Regions from separate parts of the Anser cygnoides genome. Here region 2 is linked to region 1. Evidence: chromatin contacts called from public Hi-C data. All regions are on one chromosome and are shown on one strand. The core of a region is the stretch at or near the end of the contact, and the rest is flanking DNA. Distances in the headings are between cores, read along the strand shown. Region 1 holds the start of FAM53B (family with sequence similarity 53 member B). Region 2 overlaps LHPP (phospholysine phosphohistidine inorganic pyrophosphate phosphatase).

The links. Hi-C and Micro-C count contacts between places; a contact is called where the count stands out from the background.
Region 2: a contact with region 1 is called in a Hi-C map of fetal liver, with 1.6 times the contacts expected there. The contact joins the enhancer-like site here to the promoter of FAM53B in region 1. A contact is called at or near these places in 4 of 7 Hi-C or Micro-C datasets (fetal liver, granulosa cells and liver).

What each region holds. Positions count from the first base shown.
Region 1 is chr7:3,931,596-3,937,595 of Taihu_goose_T2T_genome, forward strand. It overlaps FAM53B (family with sequence similarity 53 member B), which reads left to right and starts at 3,452. Exons shown (of 6, transcript XM_067000351.1): 1 at 3,452-3,662.
Region 2 is chr7:4,003,868-4,009,867 of Taihu_goose_T2T_genome, forward strand. LHPP (phospholysine phosphohistidine inorganic pyrophosphate phosphatase) reads right to left here. Exons shown (of 9, transcript XR_010832731.1): 8 at 323-6,000. Among named protein-coding and RNA genes, the nearest start is that of LHPP, 64 kb to the right of the region's middle. Within about 2 kb of position 2,289, at least 2 of the 3 cell types and tissues checked have open chromatin away from gene starts, as enhancers often do. A contact at or near this core is called in fetal liver, where this site is marked.

The DNA of each region.
Region 1 (6,000 bases), core at 2,202-4,701:
AGGTATGAGCGTGCAGACGGTGCCGCGAGCACACTGCCCCGTGCCTGAAGGATCGTAATGTGCTCTGAGGATTGACCGCGCGGTACCTGCATGCAAGCTGGGACGGCGTGCGCTGTGGAGGAGTTGCCGCACAGAACCAGCTGGGCTGGCGCCTTTGGAGACTTCACTTGTGTTTAAGCAAGGGAAAGGTTTCTCTGCTGGGGAAGCACATCCGTGACTACAAATGGAGACGCTCTCTCCTGTAATTTGCATCCAAACTGGCTCTGCTCTGCGAAGATGCCTGCTGCAGGCCGTGGCAGCTGTGGGGCCGAAGGGTCAAAGGCCCGAAGGGGCAAACGAGGCGACGAACTGACACCGCAGCGACGGGGCTCTGATGCCCCTGAGGCCAGGCAAGGGGCTGGCACCGGGCCTGGCAGCTTCTCTGGAGTTATTTTTACGTGAGGATGGGTTCTTGAATAGCTTTTCTGCTGCATTAGGCACAGCATGCCTTGCTTCGTGGCTGACACTGGCTTCTGTGTGCTCCCGTGTTCCAGGAATGCACTGGCAGCACTGGAGCCGTCGTAAGGAAAATCCGCGTGTGCATCCCCTCTGCTGTGTCCGTCCTGCTGGGTTCCAGGGTGCCTGGTGAAAGACTGCCAAAACTTGTGTGATTTCATACCAGACAAAAACTTCCAGTAGGGTATTCAGCAACGTACAGCAAAATTTTCAGTGTTTTGGCGCTCGGATTGCTTTCCTAGTCTTGGCACACTGAAAGGTAGAGAACACGCCTCGCTACAACAATAACTGCTTTAGTGTACGGACCCAGTAAGCGTTTTAGCACAGCGGATCGTCTCGTGTGAAATATGTGGAGAGCACATAGAAAATTAACGGGCTGGGGCTCTGCTGTGCCTTAAGACCTGCCTCCTTGGTGTTCCCACTGCTTGCTGCCTGCGCTGGGCTGAGAGGAGGGGAAGCTGGGGCTGAGCGTGTTCCTGCCCCTCTGTCTGTCCCAGTGGCACGGACACCTCCGGAGGGGATGGCTCCGCTGCATCGCTTGGCTGGAAGTGTGTCGAGCGTGACCTCACCCTGGTGGTAGCAGCTGGGTTGGAGAACAGCTCGCGGACAGCTGGGGCTTTCCGTGAAAGGGGATGAGGTGCTACAGCCTCGAGACAGCGGAGGGAAGGGAGGAACGCTGGTGTGTTTTATTTGACGTAAACACGGGGAAAGCCAACCCCTGGCTTAATTTCCATTAGTTAGGTAACAGTATAGCTTCAAACGAGCGGATTTTCTGGGTTACTGGAAATTAAACTGGGTGCTGTCAGGCAAACAACGTAGCTGCAAGGTAGCGTATAAATTCTGGATAACGGCAAGTGCCTAAGCCTGGCCTGGAAAGCTAATAAACACCAGTGAGAGAACAGCAACGAGCCTCGGCACAGCCGCTCAAACAGCCAAGTGCTGCTCATGGATAGTGTCGCATGTCAGGCAGAAGAATCTGGATTGATTTATTTATGGGAAGAATCGGCATTTATTAATTTGAAGTGTTGATAGGGTTGTGAACTGAAACCTTCCATGAGCAGCACGGACACGCAGGCACACACAAGCTGTTGCGTGTGTGCACAAGTAACCTGGGAAATAAAAGAGGGATTTTTAGGTTTGGTGCAAATCCCACCGTATGCCACATGTGGTAAGAACTCCCCTCCATATCACAGTGCTGTCTACATGTATTTAGGGTACCGGCTCTCCTCGCTCAGGCACGCTGAGCTAGAACATCCCGATTGTCTTACGGAGCCGTGCTTGCTCCTTGGGTACGGGATATTTGTTAAAATCCTTCTGCTTGCCTCTATTGAAGTTCTCTGACTTTCAGGACGTCTCCTGAACCCAGAGCGTGGCTTCTGCAGGTCTCCATTTGCTGTTGCTGCAGACCTTCAGCGGGTGGGCGTCCGTGCGCAGGCACCAGGCAGCCAAATCCTCCACCCCGGGAGAGAGGGGAGCGGTGCTCGTCCACCACACGTAGCGCTGCTGTACCTACGTCTTCCAGTGCCTTGGGCCCCAATATAACTTCAGGGGGCTCGTAGGGATTATTCACTTTTTTCCTACCCACAGCTTCCATCTACATCAGGCTTCGAGTCAGTGGGTAGTAAAGGCACTGACACCCAGAGCCGCAAATGAAATCAGCTCAGAGTTAAATGGTGTGAATTTACCATCCACAGTGCCTGAACTCCCAGGCCCTGTTCTTTAAAGCTTAAAAGTGATTTCTATTTCTTCCCCTTTTGACAAAGATCTCTTAGACTGTCACCACAGCAGGGACCTGTGGCCAGCTTTACATTTACATTTACCAAACAATGTCCCTGAGAATACCTCTGTAGAAAGCAGGTTTACACTCGGAGGCACGCTGCTGGCAGCCCACGGCCAGCTCATCTGCCTGACAGCACAGCAGATGAGAGGCAAAAAATGCTGGTTTTGGACCGAGCTGCGGAAGCAGCCAGAAAGCAACCTTCTGCTTGGTTCCTGGAGACCAACCCCGCGCTGCACAAGGCTGCCGCAGGGACGGATCCAATTATGCCGCGAGCGCAAGTACTGAAATGCTCAGCTGGGAATCACATAAAAACCATTTTCAAACTCGATTCCCAAAGTTCTGGCAAAGGAGCTTCATCTTCCTTGTTACCGGTCTGAACAGGCGATAAGGAAGGCGAGCGGCGTAGGAGGACGGAGGAGCCTGATGCAAAAGCCTCTTCGTGTCGCCATCCCTTCCTCCTGCTCCTGATGTGTGTGCCGAGCGGCAAGCCACCTGCCTTGAGGGAAGCTTCTCCCTTCTCTTCTGCTTCTTCTGCTCGTCTCCTTTCTTCTTCATTACCTCAAATACCGACAGTTCTCCTTGATGCTTATCGGGTGCCCGTGGCCGTGCCCTCGGAGGCGTACCCGTCCCCTCGCCCTCGGCACTCACCACGTCCTGCTGGTAGGCGCGAGGCCCCGATCCCCCTTCCCGACAAGATCTGTGCTGGCTGCCGGCGTGCAATCAAGAGGAATATTGAGGCTCTGCTTCGCGACGGGGCCCACATCCTCCCTGGGGCTGTCAGGCAGCGGCCTCGCTCCCTCTCCACAAAGCCTGCGTGTCACCGGGGATGGGGGGAAGATGTCGGCGCGGCTTGCTCCCGAGGGCCGGCTGCTGAGCCGAACCGAGCCGAGCCAAAACAAACCAAACCGAGCCAGGCCAGGCCGGGCAGACCCGTCCCAGCGGGCTGCCGATGGCCGCAGCCCCGTGAGCCCGGCTTTCCGCCGGCCCTGCGCTGTCCAGCGCCTCTCCCCCGAGGAGGAGCGGCGCCAGCAGGAGGCAGCCTCGGCCGCCTCCGGGGCAGCCGGGGCCGGTGCGGGGCTCCCGGGGCGCTGCGGGGAGCGGGGCCCGAGCTGTGCCCGCTCCCCCCCCCCCCCCCCCCCCCCGGGGGATGGCCCCGGGCCCGGGCTCCGCAGCGGGGGGCGGCGGGCGCGGAGCCCCCCGCAAGGTGCGGGCAGGGCCCTGCCTGGGCGGCCGGCGCCGGGCCCCGCTCAGGAAGTGACAAGCGCATTTCCTCCCTCCTCCTCCTCCTCCTCCTCCTCCTCCTCCTCCTCCTCCTCTCCCCGCCAGGAGGGAGCGCGGCTCGGAGCGGCGCCCACAGCCGGCCCGGCCGGGCCGCGCCGCCGCCACGGTAAGAGCCGGGCCGGGCCGGGGGGCGCACAAAGGGCGGGGCGGCGGGGGAGGGGGGGGGGGACACCTGGAGGGGACCGTGGGGACACCGAGGGGACCGGGGGGGACACGGGGGGACCCTGCCCGCAGCCTCGGCTCCCGGGGGAAGGCGGCGGCACGGCCGGGCGGGGGCCGCGGCGCGGCGCTGGGGATGCCCGGGGGGGGCTTCGTAAGCCCCGCGTGTGCAGGGCCGGCTTCTGCGGCTCCCCACGCCCGCCTCAATTAATTAGGGTTGTTCATTAACCCCCCCCCGCCCGCCCCACCACGTGTGTGTCCCCCTCGGCGGGTGGCGAAGCTCCGGGACCCCCGCTCCAGCACCCCAGGGACCCGCACCCCGGCTCCCCGGGCCCCCCAGGATCCCCCCCCCCAGGACTCGGCTCGCTCCGTAAGGCCTGCGGGCACCCATCCTGCAGCCGCACAGCCCCGTCCCCCGGCGCTGGGCAGCCGGGGCGCTCAGCCCTGAGCCAGGAGCTGTGCCCCGACAGCGGGCCTGGCGTGCAGGTGGCTGGGCACCACGAGATCCCCGGCCGGGCACCACGAGATCCCCGGCCGCAACGGTGCGTGCTGCCTTCCCCTCGGGTCCCCCGAGCGATGCCAGGGTGGACGGCCACGGCGTAAAGCTCCCCCCACGGGCTGCCGAGGTGGCCCCGGCTCGCAAGCAGGCTGCGGAGGCACCGCAGGCTCAGGAGCATCCCTGCTGCAGCTCCTCCTTGCCCACACGCGCCGGCGGCCCCGGCCCTGCTCGGCATCCCATGGGCTGCGCGGCACCGGCATCTCGGAGGCAGCTGAGCACCCCCGGCGTCACGCACGGTCCCCTCGGCCAGCCCGCGACGCCGCTTAGGACACGCACCGAGGCTTGGCAAGAGCGAGGAGGAAGACGGCGAGAAAAAGCGGCGAGAGGAAACCAGCCGAAGCCGTCGGCCGCGGGACTGCGCCCTTCTCACCTCCCCGGGAGGGCCGGGGACGTGTCACGCCGCGGGGCCCGCGCAGCCCGGCCGCCGTTTGGTCTTCGGTCCCCGCGTCCAGGCTCTGTGCTTCCAGGATCGACCCGGAGGAGGGAGGGAGGGACGGACGGACGGACGGGCGGCTCGGGGAGCGCCGCACGTGGCCAAGGTCTCGGCGAGCGGCTCCGGCTCCTGTTGCAGCGGGCGGCCGGCCGCTGGCAGGGCGAGCAGCGAGAGCCCAGCCTGCCGGCTCCAAAAGTTTGCCTTCGCGTGTAGGAGCGGGGTAAATCAGCGCAGGGCATAACGCGTTGCTGCGGACGGGATGCAGAGTCTTGTACGTGGAGATCAAGCAGACTGCGAGACAGATCCGGCATTGATTTAGGCTGGCTTTCAACTCTGGATGCATGAATTAATGAATAGGTGTGCGTAAATGTGCACGCATGCAAATAGGTGAACGTATACCAACATAAATCCCCAAATCTGCTGCAGTTAATTATGTGCAATTAATTCCTGCTACTATCAAAGGCTTGTTTCACTTTCAGCAGGCGTGCTGGCAGAACGAGGCGTGCAGCTTTTTGCCCAAACCCCTGTGTTTCGGCGTAGAACCCGTGCTGGGGGTGGGTAGGGGAGGTGATGGAGTGGGGACGAGGGGGGGTTTGTGCAGTTTGTCCGTTTTATGGCTGCCGGTCCACTTCTGATTTCTCAAGAACCAGTTGTGTGGCGTGAGGCTGTTCTATTTTCCCTTCTCGTAACGTACAGAGCTTCTGTTTTTGTCCGTCCCCGTCGGGGTGGACGTGCTTCGCGCTGTCCTTGTAAAAAATCGGGTAAAGAAGAGGACACCCCGGGCCGAAAGGCGCGATCCGGGCTGTGTTCCCGTCCCCCCGTGGTGTCACACGGCTCGCGGGAGCACTTTGCCGGGTCTGGTCCCCACGAGCTGGGGCACGGCAGGCGCTGGAGCAGCGGGGCTGGAGCAGGCGGAGGTGCCGGGACGCTCGCAGCCCTGGCACAGCCCAGCCTCCTCCCCGGCCCCGCGCTCACCCCGCCGCTCTCGTGGGGTGTACGTAGGTGCTCCTGCCTCGCTCCTCGGCCAAGCCGCCTGCGGCTGAGTTAATCACGCTTCTTTTCGCTCCTTTCCCTCCTGAAAGAGGGAGGTGGAGGAAGAGGAAGCAAGCCTGCCGGCGTGGGGAAGCGGCAGGCAAACAGGCGGGGGGGCCGCGCCTGCCGCGGGTCCCACACGTGCCAGCTGCGATGCTGCGGGTCGGGGCCGCGGTCACTGCTTTGGGGCTGTTTGTGGCACTGGCATCCCCACCGCCAGGGCTGCCTGCCTGCTCCTCAAGCTAAATTTAAACTAACGGG
Region 2 (6,000 bases), core at 1,039-3,538, 71 kb after region 1:
TTGTAAATGTCTATGTCAAGATGCATGCCATGCTAATCTTTCCTTCTTGCCCCACAGAGCTCCTACACGCCCGGTCACGTCCACCTGTCCCAAAGCCCAAAGAGTAGGACCAGGTTTCCCCCAAGGAAGCTGTGTGGGGCAACGCAGCCTGAGCAGTGAGAGATGGCTGTTGGGACCAGTAAGGCAGCATATGGAAGGGAGGACCAAGATTTAGCAGAGGTTATGGAAAAAAAACAACCTCTTGCTCAACCCTGGCCCTGCGCTCAGAGGTAAAGACAAGCAAAAGGTGTGAAAAGGGCCTGCCAACACACCCACTGCTCACCCGGGCATCTCCGTGGGCCTCGGGAGAGTTCTGCAAGGCGAAACAGCGCTGCGGTCAGCTACGAGTGGGCTCGGTGCCTGCACAGCCAGCAAAGAAAAGCCATACATGTCCGGGCTGGAATGAAGAAAATTCAACTGCAAATACGCTGAAGTATCGCTTGCAGAAGTCAAGTCCCCCTAGGGAACGGCAGAAGGAACGCCTGCCAACGGGGTGACTTCTGTGACTTGAGGGTGTGTCCAGAAAAAAACGGAGCAAAGCCACCAAGCTGAGGGCGTGCAGAAAGCACACCAGAGCCTGGTCGTGCCATCAGAGGCGAGGACTCTCCCTGCCATGTGAAAAAGAGAACAGCAGCACTCACGCTACAAGCAGACCCCTGCTGCTTCCGCAAGACTTTTGATTTACGCCTCTTCCCCCAGCTGTTAAACAGGTTAACTCCCCTCACCTCCGGCAGATAGGCTTCACCTGCCACTGCTCCGGAGCTCCTTTGCTGCTGGAGCACCCTTGTTTCCTAAGCTTGGCTGCGAGCCCGGGGTCAGGGGCAGCACGCTTCGTACGGGACCATCGGCATCCTGGGGAGACGCCACCCAACGGCACTCGCAAAGGACGCGAGCGCAGGCTGGAAGCCAGCTGTTGTGGGGAAGCACCTACGGGAGAATACTTGGAGAAATCAGGGCAATGAGGAAAACAGGAAGCCGGAGCCTGTTTGCCCAAGGACGGTGATGAACAGAGCCTAAAATTCTAACGTACAACGGACATCCAGGCAAGACGTGCCACGAGGAGGAACATCTGCAGCAATATCTCTGTGTGGGCACCTGGTGGGGGTGAGGAGCCCTCGTCACATCGCATCTGGGGCGAGCGGGGCTGCGGCACCAGGAGGAGAAGCGGAGCAAGGAGGATGAGGAGGCAGCGGGGCAGCCAGCTGCTATTTCTGGCTACCGGAGGTACCGGGGAGGTCACTTCCCCTCCGTGCCTCCCGCTCGCCCCGTGGAAAAATAAGTTTGTCATCTGAGATTCACGAAGTAAACACCCGTCTCTTCCCGAAGCACCGTGCAGGGGATCAGCACCGAGATCCACCGGGAGGAATTAATTCCGTGCAGGTTTGCCGTTTGTACGGCCGCTGCGATCCCAACGGAGCAGGCACGAAGAGCTGGTGCTGCTGTCATTAATGTCAGCCTTCTGTAACCCCCCCCTCCCAGCCTTTCTGTGAAAAGGCTGAAATGCCGGAGTTTGAAACCTCACAGGAAGTCTGGCAATGTAAAAATAGCCCCTCTTTTCAGAAAAACAAACGTGACACGAGATGCCACTGTGAAGAATGGCTTGGGAAAGAGCTGCTTTACAAAGCCCTTGGCCCAAAAACCTGGGCAAGGCTGCGCGGCGCTTGGTGCCCTCCGGAAAGCTGCTCTGTTCCTGTGCCCTGTCAAGTTAACGCATGTCCACTCGAGCCTCACTTGTTCCCCGAGAGGCTGAAAAAGAGCTCTGGGTATTTCCAGACCTGGTCTGTGTTAACTCGGGCACGGTAGGAAAAAAAACAACCAGAAACCCAACCGTAGTGAAGCAGCCAGAGGTCCAAAAACACGGTGACCTTATGAATATCTAAGCCAGGTCCAACCCAGAGCAATTTGTTTTGTTTGGCAACACCCTGGCAGCGTCTGCACTGAGAATGCACGGCCTCTAATGTGGAACATGTGTTTGGTGAGAGTAACAAAGCACCTGGGCTGGAAAGTCGGGCCGGTCGATCCTCCTCCCTCCTCCTGGCAGCCTCAGAACTGGTTTGTTGCTCGGAGGGTCAAAGCGCGATCAAACAGGTGGGCTGGGAGGCTCGGGTGCTTTCTCCTGCTGCCTGTCCCCAGAAAGCAAACGTCAGAAGAAAAAAAGGATGGGTGGGAAAATGACCGGCAGCGGTGGAAGCGGCAGCAGCAGAGCTGTTAAATACAGCAAACCTGGGAACGCGTCCAAAATTCCCCGAGTGCCAGACCGAAGGCACCTGTGCGGCCGTTCCCTAACCGTGCAGCGCAGGGCACGGCACGAGGCGCGAGGTGTGCAGGCACGCTGGGAGCTCTGCGGCCAGCCAGGAGGCTTCTTTTTCATCTCCTGGCCTTTGCTCTGTCTTAACTGTGCTTTGAGACCACGGGCAGGCAGCTCCTGCTGGAGGCACAGCTCCCTGCTCCTCTCCCCTGCGAGAGGCACCCCAGCCTCTGCTGTGACGGTCACCTTAGGAAGCAAAGCCCCAGACACGGGACGATTGCAAAATTAAGCACAGAATTGCTCTCTACGTAGCTGCTAAGCTCTGAATAAGCATTAACAGCAGTCACTGATGACCCAGTGGGCAGTATTTTGGGGCTATATGAAACACTCTCACCTGCTTCAAGCCCACCACGTGGGTGGTGGCTGAGTGCAGGACGCCGAGGCCCCCGGCTGGGGCTGCCCCGGGCACTGAACTCCTTCCCAAGGACATGAGGCTGCCACCGCCATGGGAAGGGTTAAGGGAACTGGAGTCCCGTGCTTGTTTACCGTGCAAATTAGAGGTGGATAGTTTGCTGTGAACATGCTGATCGATATCTCCCAGCTGCCAGTTTAATCGGGACGAAGTGAGCGCCTATTAATCGTGCCCTTTTCCAACAACATTTAGCCACCATGTGAAAGCGTTTCCTCCATCGCAAACAAATTAACCTTGACAGCATCTCTCCAGATATTTTAAAGGGACTTAAAAAAAAAAGAAAGAAAACCCCAAACCAAAACGCTAGCAACAGGGGCCAAGACTAATAGCCTGGCTTGAATTCGAAGCCATGCTTTGCAGCGAGTAAACTGCAGGAGAAGGAAGTGGCCAGGGCTGCCGGCGGCTCGGCGTTCGCTCGGAGCACGCATGGGATGGCTCAGAGCACCACGCCAGGTGTCAAGATGAAGGCTTGTCGTGCATTTTGGAAAGCCACCTTTGAATTCCTCACCTCCCTGGGCTGCGGCGACGTAGCCAGCAGCAGAGGCATCGCCTTGTCGGGAGAGGTTTGGCTCCTCGGGCAGTTTTACAGCTCGGGAGGCAAATCCTGCAAGCCTCGAGCACCCACCCCTCCTGACAAACTTCAGGAAATATTTTAAGATTCCAATTCGCGTGGTTTTCGGCTCACCTGCGGGCACTGAATATGTATATACGTACAAAGTATTCCGCTTGTGAAACGCATGCACCTTTGGTGCTGAAATAATTCAGGTCGCTGGGGCTCGCGGGGATTAAACCTCCGGGCTGGAAATGAAACGTGCCTGCAGATCTGCAAACAAACGATCGTAGAGAGGGGAGGAACAGCTCTGGAGAGCCAGCTTCTGCTGTTTTGTCCTCTTTGTGCTAAAAGTCTCTTATTTTCCTCCGTGGGTGAGTCATGGAGGAAGAGGACACAGCCTAGGACGTGGAGGAGCTCTGTGACAGCCCTTTCTCTCGGCTGTTCTGCCCACTGCAAAGGCACCACAAGTCCTCTGAAGAAAGGACGAGAGAGGGGCTGGACTTTCCTTCCACGCTTCCTCTGAAATCACACTTGGCAGGGCAGCCCCAGCCCGCTGAAAGAGCACAGGAATGTGCATGGCAAGAGCCGCACTCGGGTTGGACCTCGCGGGGCGTTTCGAAGCCATCTGGGCTCTGGTTTAGCTTTCCAGATAAGCTCCAAACGAAAAGCCAGCCCCTGACCGGCGGGTTCAGCTTGGAGTCCACAGCAGAGGAGCGGCTGAAGGACGCACTCGTTGAACTGTGCTGCTCCCAGGCGGGTGAAGGGCAGCAGAGGAAGGCTTTTGCCACCAGCACCGTGCAGAGAGGACAACTCACCCGCTCCCATCCCGTTCCCCAGACCCTCCGATTCCGCTGCCTCGTCCAGCTGGAAGATTTCTGCTCCTGTTTCCCATCTGCCGGGAAGGCAGTGAGAGACCTCGTGCAGGCAGAGCTCGGGCAGCTAATGACTTTCCCAGCGCGGGGTTATACAACCCTTCCAGCAGGCACGAGGTGGTGCGTGAAAGGCACCTGCCCTCCCCCAGTCCCCAGCCCCCAAATAAATCCCACCTGCACTGAGTGCCCCACCAGCATCCCCAGCACAACGGCAGGTACCAGCAGTGGAGAGCGGTCTGAGACCAAACCATCCTGGGGCGAACACCACCTGCTGAAAATCCCTTCATATGGCTCCAAGCCTTCATAAGGTGCTTGGACACCTCTCCACGTGGACCTGGAGAGGCCCTTGAAGCAGGGAAAAATGTTGTCTGCGATTCACCAACTGGTGTGTAGTCAAATCATGCTGTTGAAGGCACAAAGACGTGACTGGGGGGGGACACGTCAAGCTCCGCGAGAAGCCTTTTCGGAGGAAACAAACAAGGAAACCTCAAATGTCTCTGAGCACAGAGCTCTGCTTCCTTCCACTCCAGCCCGCGCGAGCCATCCACTAATTGCGCGGCGACATCCGGCTCTGTCGGGCAGGTCGGCGGCGCCCAGCACCCGCCCGCCCTGCTCGAGCCAGGCACTGTGCTGAGGAGCCATCGTTCAGGCCGAATGGAGCCACGTTGGAAAAGCGGTGACCCGAGGGGGGCTGACACGCAGCAGGGAAGGTTCAGGTAGCACCGAAGGGCAAAAAAAAGACCCACCGAGGAGAGAGGAAAGCTCTCAGCTGCAGCTCTGCTCGCCCACGACTGGAGACAACCCAGGGGACGGCAGTCACCCAGTGCTGCCCCCAGGAATCGGGGGGGGGGGGGGGAACGTCAAAATAACACCTTGCACTCTTCCTTTAAAGATCTTAGAGAGCTCTGCAAACATTAGGGAACGAAATCCCCCCAGCACTCCCGTGCTGTGGTACAAAGCGGGGGGGCTATTCGCTCGGGCAGGTTCGAAGTCCCAACAGCTCCTTCATTTGTTTTTCCGAAGGGGAAACTGAGGCCCCGGGGGAGCCGAGCCAGCGTTTCCTCATCTGAATGCCTGACGTTAGGCAACTCCTCGTGAAGAAATCATTTACAATTTTAAATATATTTTTTAATCAGATTAAAGTATTACAAGTTTGATCCCCTTCCAGGCAGCTCGGCCGGCTGCGTTGTGTTTCACCACTTGGATTTTTCCCACAAAAAACACCGCCAGGACACTGCAGCAAGCAGACCATATGCCTGCCTGTGCTTACACACACGGAGCTCTGAAAGTGGCAACACCAAACCAGAGTTTCCCACAAAACCAAGAATTCCCTTTGAATCATTAAGGCTGTTATATAAAATATACACTTACTCCTGCATAATTAAAAAAGCCTCTGCAACTTTAATGTATATTGCCCTTGATCACGGGGAAGCAAGAAAGAACAAAATCATTAGGCGCTGAATTATTCCAGTAGCCTATTATCATAGCGTAATCTTATTAAAGAGAATTCATGCTGGTATAGCCTCTTATCTTCTCCACTTACAGAAGAGCCATGTGGCGTATTTCTGAGTGCACAGAGATAATAAAATTACAGGGAATTATGCAGGCTGCGTGCGGAAGAAGCAGCATAACTCCCTCCCTGCGCGGAGGGATGCTGATTTTTCTCAGGGAGGCAAACCCAGCACTACCCGGCTGCTAAGCAGAAAGGGACTATTCATTATTATCTGCAGAGAAGCGATTTGGGAAAAGATCTAGGGGCTAGCGGTGCGACAGGGGACGACGGCCTGCTGCCACAGCTCAGCCAGCGAGGCGCAGA